2 separate regions of the Sus scrofa genome follow, and region 2 is linked to region 1. Evidence: chromatin contacts called from public HiChIP or PLAC-seq data. All regions are on one chromosome and are shown on one strand. Each heading gives the region's core, a stretch centred on a gene start, on an enhancer-like site or on the middle of the called end of the contact. The rest is flanking DNA. Distances are from core to core; before and after follow the strand shown.

Evidence for each region. HiChIP or PLAC-seq counts read pairs in DNA pulled down with a chosen protein or histone mark.
Region 2: a contact with region 1 is called in an H3K27ac HiChIP or PLAC-seq map of skeletal muscle, with 3 times the contacts expected there. The contact joins two enhancer-like sites. A contact is called at or near these places in 4 of 47 Hi-C or Micro-C datasets (embryonic fibroblasts, heart right ventricle, omental adipose tissue and 1 more) and 1 of 2 datasets of contacts at active chromatin or transcription factors (skeletal muscle).

What each region holds. Positions count from the first base shown.
Region 1 is chr13:206,299,110-206,304,025 of Sscrofa11.1, reverse strand. No RefSeq gene overlaps it. Among named protein-coding and RNA genes, the nearest start is that of CRYAA, 7.7 kb to the right of the region's middle. Within about 2 kb of position 3,100, at least 53 of the 83 cell types and tissues checked have an H3K27ac peak or open chromatin away from gene starts, as enhancers often do. A contact at or near this core is called in omental adipose tissue, retroperitoneal adipose tissue and skeletal muscle, where this site is marked.
Region 2 is chr13:206,363,249-206,368,309 of Sscrofa11.1, reverse strand. No RefSeq gene overlaps it. Among named protein-coding and RNA genes, the nearest start is that of CRYAA, 72 kb to the right of the region's middle. Within about 2 kb of position 1,884, at least 26 of the 83 cell types and tissues checked have an H3K27ac peak or open chromatin away from gene starts, as enhancers often do. A contact at or near this core is called in omental adipose tissue, retroperitoneal adipose tissue and skeletal muscle, where this site is marked.

The DNA.
Region 1 (4,916 bases), core at 1,851-4,350:
GTCAAGTCATCCATGGGTGACAACCTGGGGTTGCCATAGCAACCTCCAAACTGGAAACACAGGCGCTGAGTGTGAGGGCCCAGGTTGGGCTCCGCGGAGCCAGTGTGGGCCCGTCAGGCGGATGCGTCCTAACCCAGCTCCTGAAGCAGAGGCAGAGTCCCAGCTCTTGTGACAGAGGCCCCGGGGGGCTGGTCAGGAGGGGGTGTCACCAAACGCACCCGGGCCGTTCGCTTTCATTTCGCTCGAGGTCGAGGCACCACGGATCCCCTCACAAAGGGTCTCGACCCCAGTGAACCCGGACTGCGGCCGCGCCGGGCCTCCCACCCCAGGCCTCCCGCGCCTGGTCGATGCTTCTGGGCCTCTGTCTCTCCTTGATTTCCTGATTTATTTTTTCTCGTGGAAAACCTCCTACGGCAGGTCCCAGGCTAGGGGTCGAGTCAGAGCCGCAGCCACGGCCACACGGGATCCGAGCCACATCCGCCACCTATACCACAGCTTGAAGCAACCCCGGACCCTTAACCCACGGAGTGAGGCCAAGGATCGAACCTGCATCCTCACGGACACTATGTTGGGTTCTTAACCTGCAGAGCCACAGTGGAAACTCCTTCTTTAAAGTGGGTCAGTGTCTGCCCTGCCGAGCTCAGAGCTGCCCTCCAGGGACAAGGGCAGTGGCGCACGTGACGTGTCCCAGCCGCCGAGGGCTGTGTGACTCAGGGCCGTCCGTCCTGGTCGCGGGTGGGAGAGTGACGCCCCAGACGTGTCTCAGGTCCAAACCCCAGAACCCGCAAAGCTGCCCTTATTGGGAAAGGGTCTCGGCAGATGAAACGAACGTAAGGATTGAGGTGCAGCCGTTCCGCTTTTACACGAGCGGACCTCAGCGCCCGTGGCTGGTGTCCTCCCGAGACGACCACAGGGGACTGTCCACCCCCCGGGATAGACTGCGATGGCAAAGAGAAGAAAAAAGAGCGAGTATGAGAAGAACTGAGTCACTGCACGGCAGACATTGGCACAACATTGCAAATCAACTATTCTTTAATTTTTTAAATTAAAAAGACGAAAGGGAGAAGAGCAGAGAGCCACAGGCAGGAGGTCGGTGGCCCTGGAGGCAGAGACTGGGGGGCGGGGGCAGACGCAGCCCCAGGAGCGGGAAGAGGCAGGAGGACCCGCAGCCCCTGGGGGGCTGACAGCCACAGACACCTTCCTCCCACACTTCTGGCCTCCAAATAAATTTCTGTGTTTGAAGCTGCCCGGTTTGTGGCCACCTGTCCTGGCAGCCCCCCGGAAACCGGCACGGCCCTGCGGTCTGCCTGTCGCCAGAAACACGCTGGACGGTGGCTGCAGGAACGGGCAGTGAGAAAGTCAGGACCCGGCTCAGGAGCGGTCAGCTGGGGTTCGCATCCCCCCCACCCCCGCCCCAGGCCACTCCTTATAATTCAGCTTTTCACAGGAAACCAGCAAAAGGAAGCACCTGCTCCAGTAAGTCCCCGCAAGGGAGCCCAGGGTGAGCTGTCCGCATGGACTTGCACACAAAGTCCCCACACATGGCTGTCCCCAAACATAGCTGTCCCCAGCCATGGGGAGGAAAGCGGCCCTGGTCCCCCCCAGGAATTGCTCCATCATCACCGGAAAGCTGCCAAGGTCCCGCAGTCGTGTGGGCAGAATGTGGGCATCCCACCTCTACCCCCCTGGTCTGACTGGTCTCCCCGGTGCCCCCCCATCATACTTAGCAACCTGCAAACCCACCCTTAAGTGCAGTGAGGCTCTGTCTGAAGAGGTTTTGGAAAGATGTGTTTTTAAGCACAATATTTATTATTGTTGTTGTTGATTTCTGGCTCCTGGGGGTGGGGGGCTGGGCGGAGATGAAGGCAAGAGGGAAGAGCCTGGGGAAGAAGGAGCAGCCTGATCCTCATGTTCCTTGCCCGTGACCTTGGGGTGCCCTTGAGCACACCGTGCCCTCCCCCCCTCCAGGCTCAGCAGCCAGGCGCTGCAGCCACACCGAGACGGCCAGGCGTTCCCAAAAGCCCCTCGTGAAAGGGACTGCTCGCCAGCACACAGGGAGGCTCCCCTCAAGGGGGGGAGACGGGCAGGATATGTCTGGCGTGGTTGTGTCTTCAAGTTCAAGCACACATCAGACAGAGAGAAGCTGACGGGAGGCAGGAAATAGAGCCTAGAGCCTGCTCGTGGCCATTGCAGGTGCGTGTAGTGCGTGTCTGTGTGTGCATATGTGTACACAGACGTGCAGACGTGCATACTCTGCACCTGTGGCTCACACTATGTGTTGTGCATGTGTGTGTGCTTGTGTGTTTGTGTTTGCATGTGCATGTGACTTGAGCCGTACGTGCACGTGTGTGCGTGCGTGAGCCCACACACATGCGTGTCTTCTGTTGGGTTCTGTTTTTGTGACAGCAACCTGCACACATCCACCACCCCTGCTCCTGCAGATTCCACCCCCAGCCCAGGATCCTGGAGCAAACTCACAGCGGCAGAACCCCCAGCCTGGCCACCCCAGCAGCCAGGACGCTGGCCCTAATGTGGGCCACATGGGGGCCGCAGCCCTGGGCCAGGCCGCCCCTCCCCGGCCCCAGCCTGGGCGGAATCCCCTTTGGGCAGCCCACTCCCATCCCAAGTCCTGAAGGCCAAGGGAGGTGCTAGGTGGCAGGCACCGCCCTGACTCCAGGAGACAGGTCCTGGCCTTGTCCCTCAGGTCCCAGGCCCCCCTGGTGGCTTCCCCTTGGACGTGCGGTCTGACACAGGTGCACAGCCTCGGGGTGTAGCATCTGGCTGATGAGACCGCTGACCTGTGACCCCGCCACTGTGCCCACCCGCATCAGGTTCCTGTCTGACACGGCTGGACACAGTGTTGAGGCACTGTGTTAGGGCTGCCTGCCAAGGCCATGTCCCCTCTGGGCACGTGGCAGGACCCGAGGCTGCTCTAGAGTCTTCCCAGAAAGAGACCGTGGGAGCCAGCAGGCCCATGGCCAGAGAGGGCCGACACACGACGTCATTCTGCCAGGGGGGAGATCCCCCAGAGCCACAGGGGGCCCCCCCCACATGGTGCTGGCCTGCCAGGCAATGATTTGCCCCTTTTCAAATGATTTCACAAACAAGAAAACGAAACAAAAACTGCTTGTTGTAAAGAAATACCACTGGCTCCCAGTGGGGCTTTTCTTTTCAGTGTCCTCTGTTGGACACCCACTCCCTGGGTCAGGACGGGGTTTCCCAGAGCTCTCGCGGCCGGCCCACCCCCAGGAGCTGGTCGCAGCAGATGCGCGGCTGCTTCTGGACCCGTGAAGGTGACCTCTCAGCTCCGCCCCTTCTTCCCGCGAGGGCCGGGCGGCCAAGACAAAGCCTCTGCTGGCACCTGGTGGTGAGTCTTGGAAACGCAGGAGGCCACGGGCTTGCTGGACGCCCCTGGGAGAGAGTACCATCCCCCCCACCCCTCCCACTCCCCCCCACCCACCCTGCGCCTCGTGAACTGGTGAGAAGCAGGATCTGATACTCAGAGGGCCTCAAAAATCTGCCTGTGGTCACACAGCAAGTCACCTGCAGATCAGGACCAGGCTGACTTCTTCAGTGCCTTCTGACTTGGGGTGAGCTGTGAGGCTGTATAATGACACCTGTCGTGCAGGGGCTGGAGTCCTGCCTTTGAGCTCAGACAGGCAGGGTGAGTCCTGGCCGGGCCCTCCCCGATGGGAGCGCCAGGTAAGTGACTCAGCCTGGAAGCCTGCTTTTCTCCCTAACAGTGGAGCCCGTTACAGGCAGCTGGGCTGCTTTGGGGCTGCCAGCTGCCAGTGTGGCTGGCACAGTGTCTGGCACACAGTAGGTGCTCCGCCAATGCTCTTCCTGCTGCTGCTGCTGTTGATAAATGTCAGTGATGACCCTGCAGCTCAGGGTGACCGTGAGATCCCGGAGGGGACCTCGGTTCCTGCTCCAGAACCACGTAACCACGTGCAAGCCTCCTATTTGCTGGAATGAGAAGGTGCCCCTCCCCCCAGGATCTAGAATGAGACCTAGGGGTGGGGAGGCTGCTCTGCCGCCAGGCCACACCCCGTCACTGACCCACCCACGGAGGCAGCTGCTGTTACTCCGGAGTCCCTCAGGCTCTCCTGGATGTGAGTTTCTCGTGGAGAATTATCAGCTCGCAGACTCCTGGGCTTCAGCCCCACACAGGCCAATTCGGCAGGTCTGGGCCAGGGCCTGGGCATCTGTATTTGTGCAGGACTCTGAGTGGGGCCCACAGACCATCAGTTTCAGGGGATGCTGGCCAACCCGCCTTCACAGTTTGGTGGTGGGGACAGCCGCGTGTCCTAGGGTGAATAAGGCTGGACTCCAGTGGCCCAGGACTGTCTGGGGAGTGGCCCCCAGGCAAGACGTGACCAGAAGTGGACAGGGTGGGGGGAAGGCCAGCGGGCCAAGAAGCATCAGCAGGCAGCAGAGGCGGGGCAGCCGTGCGGGAGGTGAACCCCGGGCCTACAGCACGTGGACAGGCGTGAGTCTGGAGGGAGGAGCAGGAAGGGCAGCAGGTGGTCCCTTGGGTTCTGAAGTTCTTCCTACAACAGCCCGCGGCACTGACACTGGCAGAGCACCATGGTCAGAGCTCTGGGGCCGCCCGATGCCTGGTGGGCATGCCTGGTGCCCCCGATGCGTGGGGCACGGCCAGACAGCCATGGCCAAAGCTGAGCTCCTGTTGGCATGAGTGCAGCCTCCTGCCTGGTGGGCATCGGGCACACCTGCCCTGGACTCTGCAGAAGATGATAGGCAGCTGGGTGCCTGCACGGAGTCAGTGATACTTGGCCGACAGCAGCTGTGGAGGGTGGGCCGTGTGGGGACTGTTCCAGAACAGGCCCCCTATACATCCCAGGGAGCATGGATGCTGCTGACAGGGCAGGACCAGCCGGGCAAAGGCCAGGGGGATG
Region 2 (5,061 bases), core at 635-3,134, 66 kb before region 1:
AGGTAAGAGCCTTGGCTCTTGGGATCTGGTGCCCAGGTGTCACGTCTGTGCCGTGGGCGACACCCCTGCTGGCCTCCCACTCCCCCGCATACATCTCCATGGGACCCAACCAGCGACAGGGCCGAGGAGGCCGCCCGCTTTGCGCATCTGGTTCTGCGTGGCCCAGGGTGTTTCCCAGAAGCCTCTCTTCCACCAGCAGGACGCTAAGCCACCCTCCTCTTTCCGGTCTTGTCTCAGAAATGCATGTGCTCTGCCCTGAACAGCCCTGACAAGTGGGGTGCTCTCTGCTCGGGATGTGGGGACCCTCTTCAATAAGAGGTGTGGCCTGGAGGATGTCCAGCTGGGCGGGGGTGACCCTGGACAGTCCCCAGAAGGGCCCAGGAGCCATCTCGCAGCCTCCATGTGGGTCCGAGCTCCCGCCTGCAGGACAGGCCAGTCTCACTCCCGAAAGATGGGCCTGGGTCCGAGATAAAGGAGCACAGAGCCCCCAGGAGTCGCACACATGGTGCTGCTCACATGTCTGCAAGCGCCCCCTCCCCAGGCTCCGGGAGCAGATGACCCGCTCTCTAGAAAAAGCAGGGAATCCATTTCCCAGTCCAACGCCCTCAACTTCACCCTTCATTTCATAAACAGAGTCCCTGAAACTGCTGTTCGCAGCTCAGGGGTGGGGAGAGGAAGGCCTGGGGCCGACGTAAACTTTCCTGGAGGCTGTAAGATCCTTCCCTGTGGCTGACGCATCGTGGAAGAGAAGCCAGCAAGTAGGACTAAAGCATCGATTGTGGGTGTTTCCTTTGCAGAATGTTCTACAGCTGGAAGGTGGGAGGGCCTGTGGGTCCCGCGGGGGACCACGCCTGTGACAGCTTCCTGTCTCGGGGGCTCCCTTCCAAAGAGCACCTTAAAAGTCACATTTAGACGCTGCAGACCGTGCATCAGAGGTGGGAGTAACGGTGCATGAGCCTTCAAAACCTGTAGCATGTTTGTCTCATGGCCCGATTCAAACATGCGGGGGGACGTTTTACTATCACGGGTGCGAAGGTGACGCGGGGGGATGGGCGTGGGACGAGAGCTCTCAGATGCACTGCGGAGCCTTGGAGGCCAATTCTGAGCCCGCTTGGCCGTTTGATGGCTGCCGGTCCCCCCTCGGGTCAAGGTGCAGGTCTCGATATGTGGACAGATGACGGGCCAGCCCTGGACCGTGGCTAATTACTGCTGCGCCCCCATGGCTTATTAGCCTTTGCTCACCAGCCAGCAACAGGCAGACGCCCCTCCCACACACACACCAACAAACGGCCCCCTGTAAGGTGGCTGTGTAAGGCGGCAATCCAGCTGGGCAGGCTGCGGCCACGGCTGCTCTGTCCACCAGAAGATTCCTGCCAGGGCCTCTGCCCGCGGCTGCCCGTGAAACTCACGCTGGGCAGGGGCCTCCTCTAGGTCTCCGGGCCCAAGGGCAGGGCTCCCCCATCGGCCAGATGGAGGACTCAGCACTCCCCCCCGCCCCTCCTGTCCCGGAAACACACAGGGACACCCCTTCCTGCCATGAGCCCTGGTCTTGCAAAGGCCGCTGCCCACGGCTTCCTCCGAAGGAGGCTCCATGTGTCCTGGGGGCGGGGGGGGGGCGGACAGAACAGTGCTTCTCCTTTAGCGACGCCCCCCTGTGCTTCCCCCACTGCCCTCGCCTCCCCTCCCCCAGCCCTACCCCCGCCATCCGAGGAGCGACGGATCTGCCACCCCTGTGCCCACATGAGCCCTGGTAGAGCAGCTGGCATTGCCTTTCTGCAGCCTGGCTTGTCCGACTCTGGGCCTCACACTTGGGGGTGACAAACAGCGTCACCCTGGGGCCGCCCGTTTGCTGTGGCTGGATGGGCAAGAGAGGCCCACGGGGCTGGTGGATGGGGCAGCTGCACGTGGGCAGATTAGACGCTGGGACTCATTAATCAGGGACACCCCCCTCGGTACTCCCCTCCAAAAATACGACAAAAAGCCCTGACTCCGAGGAAAGGGGGCTTCCCGAGCCAGCTGCGGGGCTGCCGGTTCCGGGCCGTGGCTGGACGCCCTTCCCTTTTCTCAGGCCGGGCATTTGCATCCCGGGTTCAGCCTGGTGGGTCTCGGTCCCGCCCAGCCCTGCACTCAGGGGAACCAGTTCCAAGGGTGCGGTCCTGGTCTGTGACAGCGAGGTCAGCGAGCCTGGGGGAAGTCACCAGCTGTGGAGCACACCAGAGTCCCAGATGGGGGGCCCCCCAGACACGTGGTGGTGCTGACCCCCCCTCCAAGGCTCAGCAAACGCCTGCCCCCTCCCGGCTGGGAGTCAGTTTCTCATGGAGCCTCAGTGCAACATCCGCTGGGACGTGGCACGTGGTTTTGTCAAGGATGATGGCAAGACAGCAGCGCAGTCCTGTCAAGGATGATCCTGCGTGGGGGAGGCTCCTCCCTTGCACCAGCCAGCTCACGGCTGCTCCATGAGCAGCCGCTCAAGTTCCGGCCTTGCCGGGGTTAGGGCACTGTTGCGTCCATGTTGAAAATGAGGAAGCATTTTGCATTACCCACCTGCCAGCTTCTCCCACCTGCCAGCCTCTCCCACCTGCCAGCCTCTCCCACCTGCCAGCCTCTCCCACCTGCCAGCCTCTCCCACCTGCCTTAGTTTCCCAGGGGAGTGTGTGCATGGAGATGCCCACATTGGGTGGGGCTGGGGCTGGTCTCTGCGTTGGGATGTTCCCAGGACCCTGACTCCAGATCCTTCTGGAAGACCAAGCTGTCAGCTCAGGAGGCACAGTGGCCAAGCTGGCTCTTGGGTGCCTGGTCGAGCCTGCCTTCAAGGGGCTTCTTGGTGGGGCTGGTGGGAGGAGGAGAGGAGGCACCCCCAGTGGCCCATCCCCTATGCCAAATGACGCAGTGCATGCCCCCGGGGAGTGGGCTTATACCCCTCCCCTGGTCCATCTGTCACTGCCCCCTCCCCCGAACTGCCTGAGCTGCTGAAACTGTGTTTAGGACAGGTGGCAGCTCCCCACAGAGACCTGCTTCCAGCCTTCCCTGTTGGGGGCCAGGCTGGGGCCCCCTACTGGCAGGCAGAGCCCCCACAGCAGACAAGGCTGACCCTGCCCCCTGGTGCGGGCAGTCCTCTTCTGTCAGTCGGTGGACGATGACAGTGAGTGTGTGGCCCCCAGGCTGTGCCTGCCCCGTATTCCCCTCCAGGGCCTTCTCGTCCCCTTCTACAAGAAAAGTCCTAACTCTGTCCACCGGGCAGGGCCAAGGGGCCTTGGAAGCCCCAGTCAGCGGCCCCCAAGGCGGCCTGTGATGCCAGATTCGTGCCACCGCATATTAATGGTTTCTCTGGACACTCCTGGCAGCCCCGCCTGCTGGGCAGGGACCGGTCACCACAGCCAGGGCTGGAGTCTCAGATCCTCCTTGCTGGGCTGCCCTGCACGGGGTCTGGCATCGACCTGGCCCTTCCAGGCCTGCAGAGTCTTGGCAGCCCAGGCAGCAGACATTTCTCGGTTCCACGTGACATGAACAGCGCCCTTGTCCTCACGAAGGCCCACAGTGGGCAGCCCCAGTGACCCTCCGGACAGCAGTGCAGCACGGGGCCAGCATGACTGTACCGACCGTCCCCAGGCTGCTGCTGAGGGCAGCTGGCATGGGCCGCGCCTGGCACCTGGGCAGCCACGGCCACACCCCAAGGCCCAGCCTCTGCGATTCCGCCCAGTGTGGCTCTTTAAGGGGAGGGGATCATTTTGCCACCTGTTGCGGGTGGACTTGTCCCGCCTCTAAGAGACATGTCCGTAGTCTGACCTCTGTGCCCTGACTGTCCATGTCCCAACCCCTGTGCCCTGACGGTGACCTGGTGTGGCGCCGGCTCTTTGCAGGTGGGATGAGTCAGGATAGGATCAGCCTGGAAGGGGGCGGGTCCTGAGAGGACAGGACAGACACGCTGGGCAGGATGGCCCTGCGGTGGCCGAGGCTGTGCTTGGGGCCAGGAGTCTACAAGCCATGGAAGACAGGGTTCCCGCAGCATCAGACGCTGAGGGACCGGGAACCGGCTGTCCCCGAGATGCTTAGGAGCTTGGCTCTCCAGACCCCGTGACTCTGGACTTCCGGCCTCCAGAACTGTGACCGGAATTATGTTCTTTTAAGCCACCCAATCTGTGGTCATTTGTTTCGGCGGCCAAAGGACACTGACGTGTTGTCATTTATGTCCAGTTCTGACCCCCAGTGGCCCTGAAGGAGCCACAGGAAGGACCGCTGTTCTCCTCCCCTCCCTACGGAAGGTCCCACTGTCCCAGGGGTCAGGTCCACCACCGTCCATCAGCCCACCCCTTGCCGAACCCCTGCCCTCCTGTGCTGGGGGCTCAGACCTGACCCCTCCCCCCCAGGCCTCCCTCCTGCTGGAGCTCCAGCCTGCAGGAGACGGACAAACGCACAGAGCTTTAGAACAGGTGCCAACGGAGGCCACGCTGGGCCTGGGACGGCTGGGCCAGGGCTGGGCACAGCTCTGCCCTAGAGCCCGGCCCCCTCCTCCTGCTGGCCCGCCAGGGTGGCTCACAGACCCTTTTGGAGTCACGGCCCGGACTGGACCTCCCACTTCTGCTCCGGGAGGCTGGCCTGTGCCTGGCGCGTCTGTTCTCTCTCCCCGACCGGGTGCCCCAGAGAGACGGAGCGTGCTGTGTGGCGGTCCGGGCAGGCGTCAGAGGCTGCAGCCAGTTTATGGACCCGAAGGGGTTCCCCTCATTCCCCCGGCACAGCTGGACGCAGAGCTGGGGGACCACCGTGCCCCACGTCTGTGCTGATGGCTCTCTTTCCTGCCCACGCGGCCCTGGGATCCCAGCTGAGGTCACAGACGCCACGTGGGACCAGGAGCAACATCATGCATCTCCTGGAGATCAGAGGAAATGCCAAGAGGCACCGATTCTCAGGAAGGACCTGCAGAGCTGCAAAGCCACGCGGCCAGCCCCGTGGAACCACAGCGGAGGCAGGGCCAGCCAGTCACACAGCCCTGGGCGCCACCCAGATTCACGCTGAAATGGATGCTGGATTTTTGTCTTGGGAAGGGAGGTGGGGACTGTGCTT